3 separate regions of the Rattus norvegicus genome follow, and regions 1 and 2 are each linked to region 3. Evidence: chromatin contacts called from public Hi-C data. All regions are on one chromosome and are shown on one strand. The core of a region is the stretch at or near the end of the contact, and the rest is flanking DNA. Distances in the headings are between cores, read along the strand shown. Region 1 overlaps Fto (FTO, alpha-ketoglutarate dependent dioxygenase). Region 2 overlaps Fto (FTO, alpha-ketoglutarate dependent dioxygenase). Region 3 holds the start of Irx3 (iroquois homeobox 3).

Region 1 (4,300 bases), core at 1,309-3,808, 410 kb after region 3:
TGAGTATCTTAAGCATAGAAGTTATACAATTTCATTTATAATTTTAACCCATGAATCCAACTGAATGGATTACAACAGTGTGTGAAAATCTAAGGCAGGTGAGCAGGTATGAGATAAGAGTGACCTGGTTCATTCTTATCCCTCTTAGAAGCAACGGAAGGAAGAAAAGCACCCGTATGCAACCCCTCCACCAGGATTACACAAGAGTAAAAAAACACCAGCAAAGCACCCGACACAATATAGATACTCTCCCTGGAGAACATTCTCTAATAAGGGGATTGGGACCTGACTATAAATTATAACCAAATGATTAGGCCTTTTTCGATACCCCTGCCCCCATTTCTCCAAAGAAGCTGATGCCTTGGAGAGCAGCCTGAGAGTGTACCAACCTCAGAACACAATAGAGAATTGATCATTAAAGGAGCTGGACTGTTAAATTAAAAGCGATTCTGGGTGCCAAGCTGCAGCACAAAGGAATCAGTCTTCTCAAACAATAAGGACCAGTCTGCAGAGCCTCTGTTACACAATCCCCTCCGCTTCACCTTAAGGCACTTGGCTGGGATCTTTTTTAATAGAAAGGACAAACTCTTGAGTAAATGTAATAATTGTTTCAATGATGCACCCCAACCACCCAAGAAGTTAAAAAAAGAAACTGGCAAATTGGGAGTCTTCTATTACATGACCGCTTAATTGCTGCCTCGCGTCTGCAGTCTACCCGGGTCAGCAGCGAAGGAAGCTGCTCTCTGGAGCTCCAGACACACGCAAGCGAGCACACTCGGGCAAAGGCTCGTGGTGGGGCCACGACGGAAAGAAAGAGTGCCTGTTGCCCACGGGGACAGGGGGGGGGACGCCTTGCTCTGGAGCAGGCTTCCCTTACAAAAGTCCCCAGCAGCCGGTGCCTGCAGCAGGAGCACCCACCTGCCCAGTCTCTGCCATGTCTGCAGCACTCAGTGTCTAATTTCCCAGCAAACACCAGGAGCAACAGCAATCACGGTGGTTTAAGCTGAGCATTTATTATTACTGAAACAGATCTGGAAAAACAAAACAAGACAAGACCTCCCCCCGTTGTTGTTGTTTTTAATAAAGAATAAGGGTCAGAAGGACCAATCAGCTGTTGGAAGCTGCCTGATCTTACAAAGGACCGGGGTTCGGATCCTGCCATCCTCACGCTGCCTCACACCCACCTGATGCGTTCTTCTGATCTCTGTGGGCCCTGCATTCAGGTGGTGCACAGGCACACATGTGGACGCTAACACCCCTACACACAAAACAAAACTAAATACAAGTTTAAACGCTAAATTTTTAAAAATGATAAACAAAGCCTAACCCTAACCCTAACCCTAACCCTAAACCCTACGCTAAGAAATGAAGAATAGGAAAGAAATACTTTTCTCCTTTTGATGGCTAAGCTCCAGGATGGAAAAGAAATTAGCCTTGAAGAAACAAACACTAAAACTCTTCTACCCTGCGTTGCTGTTGAACTCTTCCTAATTGGTCTCTAGTCTGGGGGTTTGGCAAAGGTTCCTCATGATCGATACTCTTCTAGTAACGTTAGTATTTGCCTGTTTTACTCTGTGCTGGAAGAGAATGCATGACCTTGCCTGTGGACACTCAGGAGAGAAGAGCCATCCGGATCAGGGATAGAAAGGAGAACCCAATGTCACTGAGTCACCAAGTTTGGATGGACACAGGAGTAAGCCCTGGTGACTCTAGTTCATATCAATTTACCATCTCTAAGTTGTTAAAAGGCCAGGTTCTAAATGATAATCAAGGGAAGGGTATGCTAATTAGCCTCACTTAACCATCTCACAATATATGCAGGTACCAGATATAACATCACGATGCGCTCCATTTACACAATCATTTGTTAATTAAAAAACTACCATTATAAAACTAAATAAAGTAAAAATGAAAAAAATAAGCTGACCCTCGTCAAGGTTCAGTGAATTATCAATGAAGCCCACTCAAATACCCCCGCCTCAATACCTGAGGAAGACTGGATCTTCCTCATACGCCTCCAGCAAAACAATACAGCAGAACAACTAGATACAACATCAGCTCCGAGAACCCAGCTTTTACTGTGCTAGACAATACAAAGATTTGCTAATATGTAAAAACAGTCACTCTTTCTGATACATTTTGGTATTGGAAAACTTATTTTTATATAAAAAAAAGTCACAGTCCCTGCTACTATTAAATGAATAAAGTTATTTTGTGATTCAGTAGCTGCCAGCAGACAAGCTTCTACAGAAACAAGAGGTTTGGGGATTCTAAATAAACTTTAGTACAAAAGGGCTGGGAAAAAAAGTTTGAGAACTCTAGACTAAAGAAAATGTACAATTAGCTGCTTTCACGTACACACACAAAGTACATGCATACACATGCATACAAACACATAACAAGCACATGTACACATGTGTACATACATACACATTGTCGCCCTGCAGAAAGATGATGAAATGAATTTCTTGGGGCTTATTGTATGATCTGTTAGAGCCCATGCCTTACTAATCTGCATGTCTGATTTACTCAGAACCTCTCTTCCTCCTCCTCAGCAGGCAACCACAAATTCCACTGTGATTTCACAACCCTCGCTTAAGCAAACTGCAAGGCTGTGGCAGGGAGAAGCTCATCCAGCCTGGCAAACAGGGAAGAGCTCAACTCCCAGGCTTTCCCTCCCTGGGTCCTTTTCAGATACTAAACCCACAAAACACTGCGTTAGTTTGCTCAAAGCAAATAGTTAATTTGTCCTTTCACTAGAAATCAAAAGGACAAAGTCACAGACACAGGCTTCTGCTTCAGCCCCACATTGACCCTCTACCTTCCCCCTTTCCCAAGCAAGTGGATGTCAAAGCCATGCAGAATCAACAGATCAATCAATCCATAACAAATATTTATACTGCCTACATGAAAAACAGGAAAAGAAAACTAACAGTGCGGGTAATAAAATAAAAACGCCTCAGTAAATAGTGCTTTAAGAAGTCTGAACAAAGGAGAGAAGAACCATGTGCCAAGGTGATGAGGAGAAGAAGAAAGCAGAAAACAGATCGACAGGTAATAGGGCGGCAGAGCTAAAAAGTCAGTAATCAAAGCCGCTGATCAAGCATCAGTGATTAGACCTTTGGCTAACCGTCGGTTTCAGCAGGGGAGAGCGGGAGATAAGGCGGGGATGACAGACCGTGCCCTGATATGGAAGGTCCAGAGAGTCTGGCTGAGGGGTCTGGATTCCGTCCTGAATGTAATAAGCAGCCACAAAAGGCTTTTGAGAAGGACAGGAACACAGTGAAGGCATAATTTTGTTGAGTGAGTGACTGAGAGAGAGAGAGAGAGAGAGAGAGAGAGAGAGAGAGAGAGAAAGAGAGAGAGAGAGAGTCTGTTTAATTTGTTGCCCTGTGTTTTAACTCTAATATATTTATAATATGGTTCAGTTCAAAGGAACCAAGACTGGAGGTCAGAGGGCCAGACCCTGAGAAGACCACTGAGAAGGCACAGGGAGGCAGGAGTTGGGCCTGAACCAGGGGGTGGAGACCAAACTGTAGCCTCTAGAGCTCCGGGAGCCAGAGGGGACAGTAATGAGCACAGTGCCTCAGTGACACAGAACAAAGGAGTCAACAGCACTGACCACATACTTAAACAGTACCTGCTAGCTATTTGCTATGCTGGGAAAGAAACAAAATGCTGGTTTGCAGCCAAGGCTCTGGGTGAGTATCAGCCCTCACCAGGCCCGGGGCCCCATACAAGAGACTCAGAAGGTAGAAAGAAAATAATCACCATGGTGAGGCTTGGGCTTTCTCTGCAAAGTAGTTGTCCAAACACTGGATTTTCAGCACAAGGCCAGAAAAGGCCACAAAGTCATTCCATTTAAACACCACTTGTCATGGTGGCACCTTCCTTTTTTCTGGCTGTCTCTGGCTTTACCACAGCTGTCTGTCTTCACAAACAGACTGTACTGATGATGGCTTCCCGATTCCTATCCTGCCCACATGTGGCAGATGTGGGGCTCCTTGACAAGCTAGTCCAAAACATTGCTTCAGAAGCCCGCCTCTAGAGCTTAGCTTCGAGTCCATGCCTCTGTTCCTTGGGAGGCTGCTATACAGAAACAACCTCTTGTCACAGCTTCCTGTACCCAAATCCATACATGCACCATCGACAGACACAGATGTGAGCAGAGGCTTGTGGGCAGAAGCAGGAGCAGCAAAGTGGGAGGCGCTTCAAAGTGGGGGCTGGAACTCACAAAGAAAGCCCTGCTCAGAGCAAATGTTCTTAACCCCAGCACTCGGGAGGCAGAGGCAGGCAGATA
Region 2 (4,084 bases), core at 78-2,577, 270 kb after region 3:
CTTTGCAGGCCTCATGTACAGGGACAGAAGAAGCCAAGCCGGACAGGAAGGTGGGGGGGGGGTGGTTGTGGCTAAACCATGGGGCAAGTGGGTAGAGCCACAGAGCAGAAGGGGATGGGCACCAAACCAGAGGCTATCAGGGAGCTGGGTGGTATAGTGACACCTCAGCCCCCTCACCCCCACCCCAGGGGAGCCTGCCAGGAACTACAACTGGCACAAACAGACAAACACCATTGGCAGTGAAGGATGCACAAAAGGTAGAGAATCAAGATTTCTGAAAAGGTTCTTCCAGGAAATCTTTTCAACAGTGCGGGCATATCTCAGGAGCCCATGAAGGTGATCAACAAAACATGGATGTTTATTAAATTACAAAGTCCAGGGGTGGCAACAGAGGCGGCTCATCAGAAGTCATGCCAATCACTGTGTTTTCCCTGACACGGCAAGCCGGTTCCGTCTGTGCCTGGAATCCTGAGCTGCCCGAGCAACCGACACCAGAGAAGCCACACGCAGGCCTGAAACTGGGACCCGTCAAACGGTTTTAATGAGCAATTTTCAGGTGACTGGCCTATTTTCATTTTCAGATTTGTTTTGTTTTTGTCCTAGGACAAGAGACTGGAGGATTCTGATAAATGATGCAACAGTGTCCCCTACAGGCCGGCAGTGCTGTTCTCCCCCACCCTGGCACTTTCGAAACCCGAAACCAGTTAAACTTTTATCTATAACCTGGAATATTCATTCCAAAGTAAATTTGTAAAATACACTGGGGACACCCCTAAGATAGAATAAAATTACTATTCTTCACATGTAGTAAGTTGTTTCCTAGATATAAACATACTGTGCAGCTGATGGAGCAGAGAAATCGCTCCCCTCCACCTCAGGGCACCTGCTCGACTCGGCCTTGATTAACACAGCCCCGAAATTACCTGACCTGGAAGGTGTACAGGGTCTTGCAGGCTAAACTTGGATGTTCTCATCTTCCTCCCCACTCTCTTCTGAAAAGATTGCGATCAATACAAAAGAAACAACATAGCTATAACAGGTGGAGACTTCCCATTAAAAGACTAATGGCGGCGAGACTCATACAGCATGGGCTGCAGACAACTGCCTCACGGAGAGATGCACTCAGAGCTGGAAGGGGGAGGTGTGTTCAGCTGGCAGAGGAAATACCGATTTACGGACACACACCTGCTTACCTCCACAGCAGGGAAGAGCCTAAAGCACTGGATGTCCTGTACCGTGAGACTGAAGTCAACATACTGAAGCATGCGAGTGGCTGGGTGACATGTGTGTGACGGCTTGGCCGCTGTGCTCCCAGCAGTGGAGCCTGGCATGCTGGCTTAGGTTGCATCTCTACTACTGACCAGCAGCTGCCCTGGGCGAGGTGCTCTGTGTCCTGTGCTGCAATCTCGTCACAGAGAACACCGAACATTTCCTGGAGCTTCAGAAGTTCTCAGCTAGTTCTGGCTGTCACTAGGGCTAACAGTGGCTCCACCCCAGATTTTAAGGAAAGAACGGAGAAAGCCATGTCCATGATTGCTGCTCTTGAGGATCTTTGACCCAGGCTGGAGGATGCCCTCTGCCTGGAGGTCATGTGGATCAAGACGCTGTATTTTAGGTGAAGTTGAATTGATCCAAAATGCCTGTGGACTGCCTAGATTTTTACGCCCAGATGCTAAGGAAGCTTGGAGCCATACGTACATCTGTCAATTATAGGTAAGAATACCTAGCCCAAGCCCAGAGAAGAACTAGCCCAGGTTAGGCTTCCTCTCCAAACCCCATTCAGCAGTACCAGGTCTGGGTACTTGCTGGCATCAAGTGGGACTTGGCATCAAGACACTTTGTCAAAGGAGAGGGCAGTTTGAAAGACGGACTGCGTTCATTCTTCACTTTGTTCTTTTGGTCCATCTGGACCCTATTCTATTGCCGTGAGAAGACACCATCATGGCCAAGGCAACTTATAGGAGAGAGCGTTTAAACTGGAGGTACATGACTCCAGGATCAACATGGCAGGAAGACATGGTGCTGGTGCAGTAACTGAGAGCTGGGCATTTGATCCTTGAGGAGGAGCCATACAGACTGAACCTGGCAAGGGTCTTTTGAAACCTCCAGATCTACCCTACCTTCCCTGACAAGGTCACACCTCCTCCAAGACCACATCTCTTCCAAGGCCTCACCTCTTAATCCTTCCAGAACAACTGGGAATGAGACATTCAAACACACAAGCCTACGAGGGTCATTCGCATTCAAACTTCCACCTGACCTATGATGAGGATGACCTTACGGAGTACCTCATGTGTGTCGGGTTTTTGTCCTAGGTGTTTTACAGTAGGTCCCACCATTATCCCCAGGTAAATTACTAACAGAAGAAGTGAGGTTCAGAGGAAGCTGAGTAACATGTCTAGTACGATCTTCAGTTGTGCCTTTCCTAGAGTTAGGAAGTGGAGCCAAGTTCAAGCCCCGACGGTATGATTTGGATCCTACATGGACAACCACTATGTCATCGTCACACAATTTGCTCTAGGAAAAAAACCTGCTTTGTCCTACATTCAAAACTGAGAATGAGGAATCTCATGCAAGGTTCTATCCAAAGCCCTATACCATATTAAACATGGTTTTCTTTCCTTCCTGCTTATTCTCAAGGGTGGGCAGTTTATTTACCAACCAGCAGCCAGCACGGTGTTGCAGAGGATGGGTAATCCTCACAGAGGCCGGCTTACTGTGAGTCACTCTAGAGCACCTGAGGAGAATCCCCATCTTTCCTCTCTGGGACCCGGGTTTCCATGAAGTTGTGACTCATTCTCTTTCTGTGTATTTGTTGCTCTGTGTTACACAATCCCCTTCTAATCAGGGGTTACTCATCACTGCTGCCCCAGGGTCTAGGACAGTACCAGCTAGGAACTCAGTAAATATTTACAGAACCGACAAGTGACTCACACCAGTCACAGCAACAATAACAACCATTGATAAAGGACAGCCCATTGTCACCCATAATCCCCAACACCTATGTCACAGGTGTGGTTTTACAAGTGCTCTCTTCAGGGGGATTTCCCAATACAACACTTGGACTCAACTTAAACCTTTCTTAGAGTGAAGGTGTTAAAAGGTGGCAAATGTCTGGGAAAGTAAGCTGTAGCCAGGGAGCAGGTAAGTGACAATTAGTGTGGAATCCCTGGGCCGGTGCTCCTGAGGATACTGCTGTTCTCTGGGGGCCTCTACAACTACAAAGGAAAGAGTCATCTCAAGTGACCACGTATGGGGAAGCCCAGACAGGACAATTTGCTATCTTTAAACTGAACGGGATGGCTTTGGTTCAGATCTGTTGAGAGCTGTTTACTCAGCTCTGTGCATTTTACAGACACACTATGCAGGCTCGCCCAGGGTAAACAGTGCCTACCACCCTCCCACCCCCAAGGAGAGGAGAAGCTCTCCGTAAGGAGGAGGCAGCTCTTCAGTTATGCCCACGGCTGTCTTTCCAAAGCCTGGAGCAGGGCTTGGAGAACAGCAGCCCCCCAGGAAATACCTGCTGAATAAGCCGATGAGTGAGTAACTCTTTTCTCACACAAGTTAAGAAGTACTGTCCAGAAGATCAGCCAACGACTCATCATAATCAGCAGCCTGGCAGAGCTCCAGCTCGCCGGCCCACACGTTGATTTTATAAGTAAGATATGCAGAAGCCAATTGGCTTCTGTCCCCGTAAAGCTGTTCCAATGATAGTAACAATGGCAGTAATAACAACACCACTGCCCACCTAAAGGTCAGCTGCTGCCTCTTGGACAGAAGGTAACATCAGTCCTTACTCTCCTTGAATATAATGTTCTAATCCCTACATTTATGAGGGGCTTGATGGCGTTATCAGTTTTATGGAGTAATCCGGTTCAAGGACACCAAGGATGTTCTTTTGCTGAGGGTGGGAGAGACCAGAGACAGGAGAAGGACAGACACACTAAAGAAAAAACTAACAACAACAACAACAACAACAACATAACCAATGGCTCTTGGTAGGCCAGTGCCTCCCAGCTTCTCAAGCCTCCCTTGTGTATTCCTAGTGCCGTCCTGATTCATCTTTGGCAAAGTATAGTGACTT
Region 3 (4,231 bases), core at 483-2,982:
TAGGAAGACTCCAGATGCTGACATCAAACTTTAGACCTGCTAGCTCCCCCAACTTCTGCTTGTGTTTCTTCCACTAATTTTTTGAGTTAGTACCTCCTGGAGCCTAAGGCCAGTTCGAAGGCGGGCGGAATGCAGCCAGAGGTGGGACATGGGTCAAAACTGGAGTCCAGGTCCAGGGCGAAAGAAATTCATTCCTTAACTGTATTTATAGCAGAGTTGGGCCAGCCCAGTATCCTCAGACCCCTCCAAGCTGGCAGAATTCCGATTTGATTCTTAGATCAATTGGAGGCCCAGGGGTGGTGTTTCTGCCTGTAAGACTCTTCCCTCTACTAAAGAATCGCAGCCCGGGAGTTGTCCAGGCCGCAGGCCCACAGCAGGCCTGGCCCACGCGTGGGTCACCGCTGCAGCCTAAGTCGCTTATCTGGGAGCTACAGCTATTCCGGGATTTCAGTGTGGCCTTCCCCTGCACACCCTAATCCGTGAAGGTGGGCACTTGGACATTGCAAGTTAGATTTAGGAAATACCCTACCCTAAAACCAGTCTTGCTCCCCGCCCCCACAATGCACACCCTCTAGGACTCTGGGGGATTCTCGCCCAAAGAAAACACTGGGTTTGGGGGACCAGAGAGCGGAAAGGGGATAGTGAAATGAATGGTCTCGATCGACCAAAAAAAAAAAAAAATCACACCAATATAGAAACTTCTCGAAGAGCTTTCGGAAAGTTCCCAGAGCCTCGGCAGTGAGGCTCTTTGCTCCTCTGCTCCTCCCCCGCCCCACAGTCAGGAGCTCCACCAACTCCTTGCTTGTTCGCGAGATCACCTAGGCGCCAAACTCACTATTTCTAAGTGAGGATTCTGACCGAGGTACCCCGGAGGTGTAAATGGAACAAACTGCAGGGTTTCCCCGCCCTCCCCCGACCCTGCACAGAATAGGTCTTTTAAAGCTCGGAACCTAAGCTCTCCCTACTCCCAGGCAGCGTGTTCTCTCTTTCAGTTGCAGGTTTAGGCTATGGAGAGCGTCCTAGGGGACCAGAGCTGAAAAGTGCAAAGAGAGCCACTCCCCGGGTGGGGGTGGGGGCTGCCTTGGTTTAGGGTCCCGTCCCATCCCGGAACTAAAGCTTCGAAGGGGGCTGAGAATTGAGAAGTTGGAAGACCGAAGGGGCTAGGTGACCCTGTACTAACCCGCCACTCGTGGTCTGGGCTCTCCCCTCCCAGTGAGGGCAGGAGGGGGCGGGAAGAGACTGAGTCCAGTCCCGCCCCGCCCCGCCCGGCGCTCTGAACTCGCGGGGGAGGGCCGCCTCGCCCAGAAGGCTCCCGGGTGATTGGCGACTCCAGGAGGAGACGCAAGGAAAAGTCGAATAAGAGGGCGCGACGTCAGACTCGAGATTTGGGGAAGGGTGAGGGAGGGGGTGGAAGGGCGGAGACAGACACACAGACACTGACGCGGACACACACCCCCCGCACAGCATTCTAAGTGTCTTCAACTTTAGATCGCCTTAGCCCAGGGTGCGGAGACCGGGGAAGGGGGGAAAAGAAAATGAGAGAGTAGATTTAAAAAGAGAGGAGTCAGACTAGGAAAAGTGAAGAGAGCAGAGAGGTGAGCAAAAGCAACCGTGAGAAAGGGAAAAAAGGAAAAAGAACCGCAGTTTCCCAGCGTCCAGAACTGCGAAGGAGCCTCGGGAGCGGAAGCGGCCAGGGGTGGGGTGAGGGGGACGCAGCTAGGGGAGGGGAGAGGACAGGACAGGAGGAGAGTGTAAACTAGAGGAGGGCGAAGGAAGCGAGGCGCGACACAGCTCCGGGAGAGGAGGGCAGAACTGAGCGCCTAGCGCAGAGCGGCTCGCCCGGCCTAGAGGAGGGAGTGCTGCGCAGAGAGGAGGGGCTTGAGGCCCCGTAGAAATGTCAATCAGAGCCGGGAGCCCAGGGAATCTCGGCCAATCTGTTCGGACCTGACCTGACTCCTCGCTGCCGCCGCCGCCACCGTCGCCCGCCGCCGAGCAGATCAATAGGCGAACGCGGAGCGCGACGCAGCGCGGCCCGGGCTCGGCCCAGCCCCCGATGCTCTCCGGAGCCGGCGTCCGGCGCTGAGCACGGCGGCCCGGGGGGCCCGGCCCCCAGTCCGTAGGTGCGCCGCGGGCCACCATGTCCTTCCCCCAGCTCGGATACCAGTACATCCGCCCGCTCTACCCACCCGAGCGCCCGCCAGCCGCGGGCGGCGGCGGAGGTGGCAGTAGCGCTGGGGGCCGGAGCGGTCCGGGTGCCGGAGCCTCCGAGTTGGCCGCCTCGGGGTCCCTATCCAATGTGCTTTCGTCCGTGTACGGGGCACCCTACGCCGCGGCCGCAGCAGCCGCCGCCGCCGCCCAGGGGTACGGCGCCTTCCTGCCCTACGCCACGGAGCTGCCCATCTTCCCACAGCTGGTAAGATCCGGAGAAACCCGGGAAAGAGGGGTTGGAGTTGGGGTGTGGGGCAAGGTGAGGGTGCAGAAGAAAGCCGGGGTCCGGGCGGGAGGATAGAGGTGGCGACGGCAGGAGCTCACTCGTGCTCCCCCCGCGCGTGTCCCCTTCCTTTTCCATGTGCGCACAGGGCGCTCAGTATGAGCTGAAGGACAGCCCTGGGGTCCAGCATCCGGCCACGGCCGCCGCGTTCCCGCACCCGCACCCCGCCTTCTACCCCTACGGCCAGTACCAGTTCGGGGACCCGTCCCGTCCCAAGAACGCCACCCGGGAAAGCACAAGCACGCTTAAGGCCTGGCTCAATGAACACCGCAAGAACCCGTACCCCACCAAGGGCGAGAAGATCATGTTGGCCATCATCACCAAAATGACCCTCACCCAGGTGTCCACCTGGTTCGCCAACGCGCGCCGGCGCCTCAAGAAGGAAAACAAGATGACGTGGGCTCCCCGTAGTCGCACGGACGAGGAGGGCAATGCTTATGGGAGCGAGCGGGAGGAGGAGGACGAAGAGGAAGACGAGGAAGAGGGCAAACGCGAGCTGGAGATGGAGGAGGAGGAGCTCGCAGGAGAGGAGGAGGACACGGGGGGCGAGGGCCTGGCCGACGACGACGAGGATGAGGAGATCGATTTGGAAAACTTAGACAGCGCGGCAGCCGGGTCGGAACTAACCCTGGCTGGGACGGCGCATAGGAACGGAGACTTCGGCCTAGGACCCATTTCAGACTGCAAAAATAGCGACTCGGACGACAGCTCCGAAAGCTTGGAGGAGCGACCACTGTCCGTCCTGAGCTTGGCTCCCGCGCCACCGCCCGTGGCCAGGGCTCCTGCGTCTCCACCTTCTCCACCCTCCGGCCTGGACCCCTGCGCTCCGGCACCGGCGCCCTCCTCCACCCTCCAGAAGCCCAAGATCTGGTCACTGGCCGAGACGGCCACTAGCCCGGACAACCCACGTCGATCGCCTCCCGGAGCCGGAGGTTCTCCTCCCGGGGCAGCCGTTGCGCCCCCGACGCTGCAGCTCTCGCCCGCGGCCGCCGCAGCGGCTGCTGCAGCACACAGACTGGTGTCGGCGCCGCTTGGCAAATTCCCCGCTTGGACCAACAGGCCTTTCCCAGGCCCGCCGGCCGGTCCGCGGCCGCACCCGCTGTCCATGCTAGGCTCGGCCCCACAGCACCTGCTGGGACTTCCCGGAGCCGCAGGCCACCCCGCTGCGGCCGCCGCCGCCTATGCTCGGCCTGCGGAGCCAGAGAGTGGAACAGGTGACAAGAAAAATGTAGGGCACAGTGGGAGGGTGTTGGTGGGGCTCTCGCCCAGGCTAAAGGGAAAGAATGGGACTTAGGGGGAACGCACGATGTTTCCCTCTTTGCTCCTATGCGGGTGCAGCGGCCCTGGAGGCCTGAAGCCTGCATTCTAAAGGCCTCCTTTTTCTTCCCCCCTGTTTCCTACAGATCGCTGTAGTGCCTTGGAAGTGGAGAAAAAGTTACTTAAGACAGCTTTCCAGCCGGTGCCAAGGCGGTAAGAGACTCCGAATTTGGGAAGCAGAGTGGGAGACCCTTCGGGAGGGATAAGGAAAACAGAGCCAGTAGCCAGTAGCCAGTAGCCAGTAGCCGGAGCCCTTTGCCCCCTAGGAAGAGAGTGAAGTTTCTGGAAAACTATTTCTAAAAGACACAAAACCCACTCATCTGTCACTTCTTGTGGACCCATAGTTAAGTTTCCATTCTCGGCTCCGGGCACCTAAGGCAGGGCCTGTGGTATAGAGCTAGGGAAGTCTGGCCCTTACAACAC

The links. Hi-C and Micro-C count contacts between places; a contact is called where the count stands out from the background.
Region 1: a contact with region 3 is called in a Hi-C map of liver, with 4 times the contacts expected there. The contact joins the enhancer-like site here to the promoter of Irx3 in region 3. A contact is called at or near these places in 5 of 12 Hi-C or Micro-C datasets (Schwann cells, frontal cortex, hepatocytes and 2 more) and 1 of 1 datasets of contacts at active chromatin or transcription factors (oligodendrocytes).
Region 2: a Hi-C map of hepatocytes shows a contact between it and region 3, with 2.8 times the contacts expected there. The contact joins the enhancer-like site here to the promoter of Irx3 in region 3. A contact is called at or near these places in 8 of 12 Hi-C or Micro-C datasets (Schwann cells, frontal cortex, hepatocytes and 4 more).

What each region holds. Positions count from the first base shown.
Region 1 is chr19:31,792,728-31,797,027 of GRCr8, forward strand. All of the region lies in intron 1 of Fto (FTO, alpha-ketoglutarate dependent dioxygenase), which reads right to left. Among named protein-coding and RNA genes, the nearest start is that of Fto, 70 kb to the right of the region's middle. Within about 2 kb of position 2,559, at least 11 of the 93 cell types and tissues checked have an H3K27ac peak or open chromatin away from gene starts, as enhancers often do. A contact at or near this core is called in hepatocytes and liver, where this site is marked.
Region 2 is chr19:31,653,999-31,658,082 of GRCr8, forward strand. All of the region lies in intron 8 of Fto (FTO, alpha-ketoglutarate dependent dioxygenase), which reads right to left. Among named protein-coding and RNA genes, the nearest start is that of Fto, 210 kb to the right of the region's middle. Within about 2 kb of position 1,328, at least 11 of the 93 cell types and tissues checked have an H3K27ac peak or open chromatin away from gene starts, as enhancers often do. A contact at or near this core is called in hepatocytes and liver, where this site is marked.
Region 3 is chr19:31,383,386-31,387,616 of GRCr8, forward strand. Irx3 (iroquois homeobox 3) reads left to right here and starts at 1,733. Exons shown (of 4, transcript NM_001395133.1): 1 at 1,733-2,413; 2 at 2,580-3,705; 3 at 3,895-3,961. The coding sequence starts at 2,138.